Regions from separate parts of the Triticum aestivum genome. Here region 2 is linked to region 1. The links are chromatin contacts, called in public Hi-C maps. All regions are on one chromosome and are shown on one strand. Each heading gives the region's core, a stretch centred on a gene start, on an enhancer-like site or on the middle of the called end of the contact. The rest is flanking DNA. Distances are from core to core; before and after follow the strand shown. Region 1 holds the start of LOC123092708 (probable carboxylesterase 17). Region 2 has its middle 9.9 kb from the start of LOC123092709.

Region 1 (4,715 bases), core at 1,812-4,311:
TGACTTCCTCGACATCGGCCACCCTGACTCGACATCGACCACGGCATTCTTCGCACGGCTACCTCGACCACGGCTCCACCACCCACGCTCTCGGCTACCTCGACAAACGGCACAAAGGGCTATCGCCTTGCTTGAGAAACCTCGTCGGTTGCCACTCCAGCCACGACTCCGCGATGCGTCGACCGTTATGACTGTGGGGGGGGGGGGTGTCCGTCGGCTTGCCTTCGGATTCTTCTCCAGTCTCACCGTCTGCGTCGCTACCGTTATGACTGCGGGGGGATGTTGAGTATAATGTTTATTAGGAAAGACGAGATAGACTAGGATTTGTTCTGGCTTGTCTTGTACTCCAAGTAGATCATTGTACTCATATATATATGCCCACGAGGCTCAAGCAATATAACGAACAATTCCACCAAATCTCTCTCTTCCTTCTAACAGTTTTGTCCAACAATCTTCAAAACACTCTAGGGGGACAAAAGTCTGTTTCGAGAGTACAATTAGGATGTTATTTTATCAATAAAGACCCGTTTTAAGTCAAATTCGTGCGTAGCAATTCTAAACAAAGGTCCAAGTTGATGGTAAAATTCATGTGTTTTTTCTCTAAAAGTGAGATTACCCGTCACTTAGTTTCATTCCTTTAAACCCAACAAATAGTGCTACCCAAATAGATATTCCTATCCCTATGTTTCCTATACTTTTTCTGTGAACCAACCAAACAACTCCCAAAACACAACCTTTTTGGGAATAGGGGGTAAATTCTCAGTGTGTATGGTAAGGAATTAAAAAACTTGTAAACAACACTCGGCACATGCATGGTCTCAATTTATCATTTCGCAAGTGACCAAGCAATGACTTATCATATGCATTGTGGCTAAACTTGCCAGTGTTGCCGAGTCTCCTTTGAGATGATCACGCATGATGTTAGCCTGCTTGTACGCAATTGTTTGCCTGCCGCCATGATGTGGTTGGCGAGACAGGCAACGAAGCAATGATACAGCTGCAACGCTGCGTGCCTTACAATTTACAAGCCGCAGAAAACATATGCACTTGAGGCTTGCATCCAAGAGCACGAGCGCAGGAAGAATGATGCGTCCGTCCAGCGATCGACCGGCCGGCCTGTCTGATGCATTGCAGCAGCGGCACTAGCACCCGGACGCACCCGCACTTGCGTTGTTGCGCCACGGTTGGGGGTCATGTGACGGCCTCCCATCGGGAAACGTACCCAAGATTCTATTCTGTTCTTACCAGGTGCTAGCCTAAGATCTACTAGCCGACTGATGATTGCGCTTAGACAAGTCCCGGGCTCCATCATCGAGCAAGCAAGCCTGAACCTTCCCAAAGCAGCGACGGGAAACATAGAAAAGAAGGGATGGTGCAAAGTGCAAAGCACCAGACAAGCAGACAATGATTTGTTCCCGGGGCCTTTTCGGGTTTCCTTGATCATGCAAACACCATCAGCCGAGTTAGTATTTAAACAACACAACTACACAAGCAGTAGTAGTAATATATATATTGATCCGCCTTTGTAAGCAAGGATACAATGAACAACACGATGTACATACATGGAGTGGTAGTGGTAGTGGTAGGAGTATTATTTTTCCGCTACACTTTTGCTTTCCGACAGCACTAGCTACAACAATCCAAGTTCGGCATTGGACCCTTTTCTTGTCTTTTCCTTCACTTGGGCGAGTACCACAAGTTACTACTGCTTACACGGTATCTACTCTGAAAGCCTGGAACTGGTAGTGGATTAGACTGGATTAAGTAATTATAATCGACGGGTGACACTGACATGACACGGCGGACGAGTGTGTGTCTGTCAGCTGGACCTGGCGCCGACGAAGGCCCGGATGTGCGCGAGCATCTCCTGCGTGCGCGGCTGGGACAGGTGGCAGTTGTGGAGCACCTGGAAGGCGTGCCCCACGCCGCCGTACGTCGCCTGCTCCACGCTCTTGCCGGCCTTGCGCAGCGCCCTGCACAGCTCCAGGTTCCGGTCGCGCAGGATGTCCGCCTCGGAGATGCACACCAGCACGGGCGGCAGCGCCAGCGTCTCCAGCCGGGGCGCGCCGCGGGCCAAGGGGTTGCACCAGGGGTGGTCGCGGCTGGCCCCGGCCGGTAGCGCCATGCGCCAGTAGCTGTCGGAGGTGGAGAGGTTCAGCGCCGACCCTGGCGGCTGCGGCATGCTCTTCTCCGACGCCGTGCGGGCCTCCCCGCCGAAGAAGGGCTGGATCAGTACGGCCCCCTTGACCGAGAGCGGGGCCAGAGCGCCCAGCTGGCCCTGCCCGACCCGCGCCGCGACGTGGAACGCGATGGCGGCGCCCGCGCTGTCGCCCATGAGGAACACGCGGTCGAACCTGCACCGGCTGCGCCACCACGAGACCTCGTCGGAGGCGGTGTTTCTGCTCGCCTGCTGCCGCAGCCACCGCAGCGCCGTGAGCCCGTCGTCGAACGCGGCGGGCAGGCGGTTCTCCGGCGCGAGGCGGTAGTCGACGGACATCACGGCGCAGCCCGCCCGCGCGGGGAGCTGGGCGACGAACTCGTGGTAGCAGCTCCACGCGGCGGAGCCGACGCTGAACCCGCCGCCGTGGAAGTACACCACCACGGGAACCTTCCCCGCCGCGGAGGCCGGCGCGTACAGGCGCGCCCACACCCCCGTGGCGCGGTCGACCGCCACGTCGCGCGCGAGGACGCCGCTCGCGGCTGCCGTCGAGCCCCACGTGCAGGGCACGTCGGGGATCGCCGGGAGGCGCTCCACGTGCCCGTCCTTGTACACGCGGATGAGCCCATGTATCTCCTCCACGACGGCGCCGTGGCCCCCGCCGTTCTTGCCGACCTGCTGCTGGAAGCTGACCCGCGGCTCGCCGACGTGCAGTGCCCCCATCCTCCTCCTTATCATGCAAAAGCCCTCGCGCGCGCGTCGGCCTAGCTCGATCGCGAGCGGCGCAGCCGGCAGGCAGGTGCGAGACAACGAGAGTGCTAGGACTTGTGTTGTCTGTGCGCTGTGTGGTGTCCCGGGAGCCGGCGGCGGACACAATTATGCAGCGTTGTCCGGGGAGCTTGGCCGGTGGCCGGGTTTTATAGCCGGGAGGGGGCGGTGGGACAGGTGTCGGGCTGGCTTTGGCTGCCGAGCGATCGAGTGGACTCGCCAAGTGGGGTGGTGGTGGGTACGGTGATTCGCGCACACGGCGAAGTGTGTGAAATGATCCATTCGTGAGCGACCCCTGCAAAAGTCCACCGTGTAGGAACACTTGGGACGCTTCGGTCTTTTGTACGCTGTCTATCAGCTAGTCGTGTTCCAGCCTCTACACTCGGAAATCCAACTCGATGCTCAGACTCATGTGTTGCCGGTCAAAAACAAAATCAAAATAAATACTAAAAAAATTCAAAAAAATCCTCCTTTTTAGGTAGATAATTTAATGTGTGAGGTCTGTTTTAAATTTCAACTCATTTGAACATTTTAGCAGTTCTCGGCAAAAAAACAAAAACAAATCGGGGTCCGTAAAAAAGTTTACTGTTCACACATTGTTTCAATCCGATTTGTCTTTTTTGTCGAGGGCTACTCAGATGTCCAAGTGAGTTGAAATTTGGAGCAGACCTCACGCATTAAATTTCTACCACACAAAAAATGGATTTTATTAATATTTTAGTATTTGTTTTGATTTTTTTCGCCAGCCCGGGTGCAACTGAGCCCGGAAGCAGAAACGCCTCGTCCCTCTACACTCTTCTTCCTTTTTCCGAGAGTTCGCAAATGGCGTACCTTATTTTTATAGAAGGTAGAAAGTTATGTACAAAAGCCTTAACGGATGCAAACATCTCGTAGGGTAGCCAACACACCCACGCCTATACCCTAGATACATGAAGACTACTATCTCACGGAAGGCTCTAAAGCACCAACGCCGCCCAGACCTGCCTTCTTCCACTCATCAATCTCGTCAAGTATTTCTGTCTTGAGTTGTGGCGCCGTTTTATGTCTCGAGGTGTTGTTGAACACACTTGCATTACGTTTTTTCCAAAGAGCCCAAGCAATTTCTATGGTTACGGAGTCGAACCCTCTTCACATCTTCCTGTTGAAACACAATCGTTGGTGTAGCCACCAGTCTATGAATGTTACTTTCGTGGATGGAGCTTGGATGTTGATTCTCAGCGCATGAAAGCATGAATGCCACACTTCTCTTGCGTAACCGCAGAGGGCCAAGATATGGTCAAGTGTAGCAAGGCGATGGGGCATCTCGTAATCCATGACGAGCATGACGACCGGACTTCCAAAGATGATACTAGTTGGCCAACCACGTGAAAATCTTGCATTTTAGTGGAGCCCAACTTTGCCAAATGCAGCCGGTTGTGGTGAACTGAATGTGCCCCATGCAAAGTCTCTTGTATGCCGAACTAGCAGTGTATTTCCCAGACGCATCACAAGGCCAATCAAAAGGGTCCGGCACCACGATGTCCCTCTCCGCCATGGCGATGGCTTGGCAGAGCTGGTAGACTTGCATGTGGCCCATGAAGGAAAGCTCGCTCTGGACATCATCCGTCCATGCATTATCGATGAGCGCGTGCTGGATAGTTCTCCTGTTATGGTTTCTGGTACTAACAAACTGTAGGAGCATAGGGGTAATGTCCGCGATAGCTACTCCATGAATCCAACGGTCTTTCCAAAATAGCACTTTCGATCCTTCTCCCATTGTGATCTTGACAAGGCTATCAAAAACTCCTCA
Region 2 (4,678 bases), core at 1,157-3,656, 310 kb after region 1:
GATTTCATGGCCGTGACTGTCCCAAAGTGCGCCTCGGCCACATGGCGAGCAATATGTGCAGGAAAACAAGCATTGGGAACCGGCCTGGTAAAACGAATTGGAGATGGAACTTCGGTGTCCATTTGGAATGATAGTTGGGTCCCGGGCCTACTCTCCTTGCGGCCAACTACTCATGTCGGTAACACTAACATTACTAATGTGTCTGAGTTGATTGACGGAGATCAATGTCTATGGAAGGTTGATTTGGTGAGGAACCATTTCATCGCCCCCGAAGCTGATGCTATTCTCAATATCCCATTGAGGGCGGGAGGAGGAGATGATTCCTGGGCATGGACTGCAGAAAAGTCGGGTAATTACACTGTGAAATCAGCGTACCTTTCTCTTATGACCTTGAACGAGCATTCTGCTCTAGGGGAAGGGACAGTCACGGAAAACTCAGAGAAGCAAAAGCAGTTGTGGACAAGACTTTGGAAGCTAAAAGTTATGCCAAAGGTGAGAGTGTTTTGGTGGCGAGTGCTAAGGGGAATTCTTCCCACTGAGTGCACTTTGAAACATCGACAAATTGTTGATTTGGCACGTTGTAAAGTCTGCCTTGATGCAGACGAGGACATGTATCATGCATTGATTAAATGCACTCATGCTAAGCTCTTCTGGAAGGAGGCGAGGGAAATTTTATCTGTCAAACTTCCAGAGCTCCATACAGCAACTTGGTCTAGGGATATTCTGTGTGACCCCAGATTTGATGAAGTGGACCAAGCAAAAATTATCACTGTCATGTGGGCGACTTGGACGTCCAGGAACAACATCACACATGATAGGGAAAGCTTGGATCCTGCTCACTCTATGAAGATGACAAGAGAGGCCTTGTCGCTGCTAGAACTACCCCAACGACATGCAAAGATCTTACCGGGCCATGGTTGGAGACCACCTGAGGATGATTGTATAAAGATCAATACGGATGCTGGGATTTCCATGGAGGCAAGAATGTGCGGACTGGGAGGTGTCGCCAAATCGTCTAATACTTTCTTGAGTGCTTGGTGCAAGCCTGTCCAGGGCACTGCGGATCCACTTGTTGCGGAGGCTCTTACTCTCCGCGAGGGTGTGGTTTTTGCTCAACTACGTGGCTTTGTGTGAGTGGAGATGGAGACCGACAGCTTGGAGGTCGTCGATCTTTGGAACTCGCGCCGCTCTTCGCGCTCGCTGATAGCGCCTGTGTTACTTGATATCGAGGGTTTAGCTGCTTCTTTTTCCTTTTTTTACTATTAGTCATGTAAAGAGACATTGCCAATATCTCCGCCCATCTGTGTGCAAAACTTGCTTGCACGACGGAGGTGACGGAGTGTTGGATGAACAATCCTCCGAACTTGCTGATCACCAGTCTCATGGCCGATAGTGTCGGAGCTCTTTCTTATGAATAAAGTCCTCAATTATCCCGCAAAAAAAAAACCCAGAGCGTCCATCGACTGATAAAGAAAAGCGAGTGATCCAAATTGATGAAAGTCAATTTTGAGAGAAAATCGACTTGTCCAAATTATTTTTTTCATGCAACTTGTCCCTAGCCAGACCCTTAGAAAAAATAACATCCCGCGTTTTCAGACCATCCACTCCATAGCTTAATGACAGTCCTCCTAACCTTGTGATAAACAAAGTGAACCAACACAACCATCAATCTCAACCCCGTAGTATTTTATTTTCCCATAGCCCAAGGTAGACTATTCTTAAGGTAATGGTAGGAACGGGCCTATGCCTAACTTTGAGTTGACGCCCCTTTCTCCAAAGTCCAAATCAAGCTTCCCCCCTCCTTGTCCAACCCCTCAATCAACACTTACAACATTATCACGATCTACTTAGGTCAGGACAAGCCTCTGTTTGTATTACTTGTGGTGGCTAATGTTTTTTATTAGCTTTTATGTGGTGTTTCTAGTACATTCATTGTTCGCAGTAAGGTGTAGTCTCTTGTACTTGTTTTTTGCCTTCTATAAAATATGATGCATATAGATATATTTTTAAAATAAAGTCAGCACAGTTGTACAAATTGCTCATGCAGACACGGGATCCTCCTATCCATATGGTCACCGCCGTCGGCACGTCGACGGCGACGCCTCAGAGTTCCGGCGACCCGTACCCGCACGAGCGCCACACCATACACGAGCTCGACCCAGCCGCTTTCTTCCTTTCTATCTTTCCGCTCGCCGCCCCCTTTTGCCAGACGACTCGGCAGGTTACCGTGTCTCGCTATCGCTTTAGCTAGCTCCGCGTCGCATCGGAGAAAGGCGCACAGCACGCACGATCGGCGCACAGAAAAAGACTAGGCGCGTATCCAAAAGGCTATGTATCTATGTGTGGATATACGTGCATCGATCACCGGCGCCTCCTCCTAACTTGGGCCGGTGCACCAACCAAGAACGGCAGAAGCACACCAGACCAGAGTGGCGCCAGCGCAGCGCGTACGTACGCTTGCTTCGCTTTCCTTTGGTCCAGGCAAGAGGAAGGCAAACACACCGTCTCGTTGAAGCTGGTGCGAGGTGGCCCAAGTCTGTCGTGGTTATCCGCTTTGCGTGGCCACGTCACAACTTTCTGAATTTGTTTTTCTGGATGGAAACCGCGACTCCCTGAACTTGTTTCTAGGTGCTGTAAGTGCGCACGGCACTGTAAAAGTCTCTCCAACTGGCAAAAGTTTCTAGCTTCCGTGAAGTGCTATTGATCAGTTTGTCGTTACCACTCAGCTAAGAAAGGTGCGACAAATAAGTTAGCGAGCTATAAGGCATAAAGGATCAACAAAACGAGTGCTAATCCCTACTCTACATGGCTACAACATAGTAGGGGAGATCTGATCACACCCAAAAGACTCAACTAGCAGCCATAGTAGAAAGTCCAATCCTGAATCGACCTTCCACTTGCGGCAATAAGCTACTAGCAGCAATTAATGGCGAAAATCATTGGCGGCATGGCCTTAATGTTATCCACGGGATGCTTGCGTCCTTGGTGTGCCTACGCGCTACGGGCCCGGGCCAACCAGATTTTTAATCCCCTCACTCGATTTTAATCCCCCGGCCCGCGCGCGCCATCGTCTCAAGAGGTCGTGGAGGTCAGGCCACGCATGTGCACCGGATAAATGGGGACACTGTTCCGTCCTTGCGTCGGCTCGCTCGGTTGGAGACGCATCCAACGCTACGGTCGGATATATTCATGCAGGCACGATGAAATATAAGATTTTTTCCCTGCCAAATGTGGCACTCACTGCGCCACACGGCAGTATCAATGTGCCCACTACACCAACACGAGCGTGTGTTTTTCTAAGAGCTACCCTACCCTGCCTAGTGGTACAAGCATGGAAGCATTGGTAGGGTTGATGATAGGATGGGTGGCCTAGTGAATTGAATCGACAGGCTATCCTACCACTTGACCACAAAAGACAGCCAGCTCCAAATGGACCACCTTAGGCTGCTCATAGTGGGAAGTAACTTATACTAGTATCGTTCATGCATACGATACTAGTCTAATTTACTACTTTTATGGTGCAAAGTAACATAGTAATAGTGTCATAGATGGCTTTATTTATTAGCTTATAGACTCATTTTGCCTCGAGAAATGCTATGTTACAGTAACATATTATGTCGAATTTTGGGTTCCGGCAGACCCTCTAGATTCGAACACTCGGGTGCGCGCGAAGATTTCGCCCACTACCTTCCGGCACCTCACCGCCTCGCTATGATCTAAGCTACGAAAGGAACAACACAAGAGATACAGAGTTTATACTGGTTCAGCCCATCATTGTGGTGTAATACCCTACTCCAGTATGTGGTGTGGTGGATTGCCTCTTGGGCTAGTGATGAACAATACAAGGAAGAACAGCCTCGCGAGGGTCTGTTCTTGGCTGGTGCGATGAACTGCTAGGGGGAGTTCAGTCGCTCTACCAGATGCCTCTACCCTGGGGGTGGCTAGTCCTATTTATAGGCAAAGGTCCTGGGACTCTTCCCAAATATTGAGCGGAAAGGGCGCCAACAATTGACCATTTTAAAGGGGAACATCTAGTACACTTATCCTGACTAAAGTTGGTCCTCGCCTGTCAAAGGCTCTGGTGGTGACGCCAGCTTGGGCTCCACAATGACCTCCTTCCTGTCGTTGCGACGGTCTTGGTCTTGTTGCACCGAAATGGATGCCTTTGCTTGATGCTCTCGCCTGCGCTTGCTTCCTTTGCACCAAAGAGGAAAGGAGGACACTGTGCGGACTGACGCCCGCCTGGCGCCCTTGGTCGTCATGGCTTGCGTCATAGGCACCTCGTGAGGTACCCCGCCTTGATCTCTCCGCCTCCTCGCGAGCCAGCCTGACGAGGCCATGCCTAAGGAAGCTTCTTGTCGTCCGCCCCGCGAGGCTTGGCCCCCCGCGAGGATCTTGAGCTCGTGCTGATGAAGATGGGCCATGCTGGGCCGCCCCTTGAGCCACGCCGCAGGCCGCAGGCAGGCAAGTCTGGGGACCCCCGTTCCCAGAACGCCGACATATTATGTTACCACAAACACCTCTTTCCTCATTAAATACATGCCACATAAGCAAAATTATCTTGGATGTGTTAAGTTACTACCTAAGTTACCCCCACTATGGCTAGCCTTACTAGTAGATGCACTGCATGCACCAAGGAAAATATTAGAGTCAGAAATGCTCCAACCTGGATGGGAAC

The links. Hi-C and Micro-C count contacts between places; a contact is called where the count stands out from the background.
Region 2: a contact with region 1 is called in a Hi-C map of leaf, with 2.8 times the contacts expected there. The contact joins the enhancer-like site here to the promoter of LOC123092708 in region 1. A contact is called at or near these places in 2 of 5 Hi-C or Micro-C datasets (both in leaf).

Annotation. Positions count from the first base shown.
Region 1 is chr4B:460,160,801-460,165,515 of IWGSC CS RefSeq v2.1, forward strand. It overlaps LOC123092708 (probable carboxylesterase 17), which reads right to left and starts at 3,062. Exons shown (of 1, transcript XM_044514527.1): 1 at 1,496-3,062. The coding sequence starts at 2,896. The coding sequence ends at 1,820.
Region 2 is chr4B:460,472,000-460,476,677 of IWGSC CS RefSeq v2.1, forward strand. No RefSeq gene overlaps it. Among protein-coding and RNA genes, the nearest start is that of LOC123092709, 9.9 kb to the right of the region's middle. Within about 2 kb of position 2,407, at least 6 of the 8 cell types and tissues checked have an H3K27ac peak or open chromatin away from gene starts, as enhancers often do. A contact at or near this core is called in leaf, where this site is marked.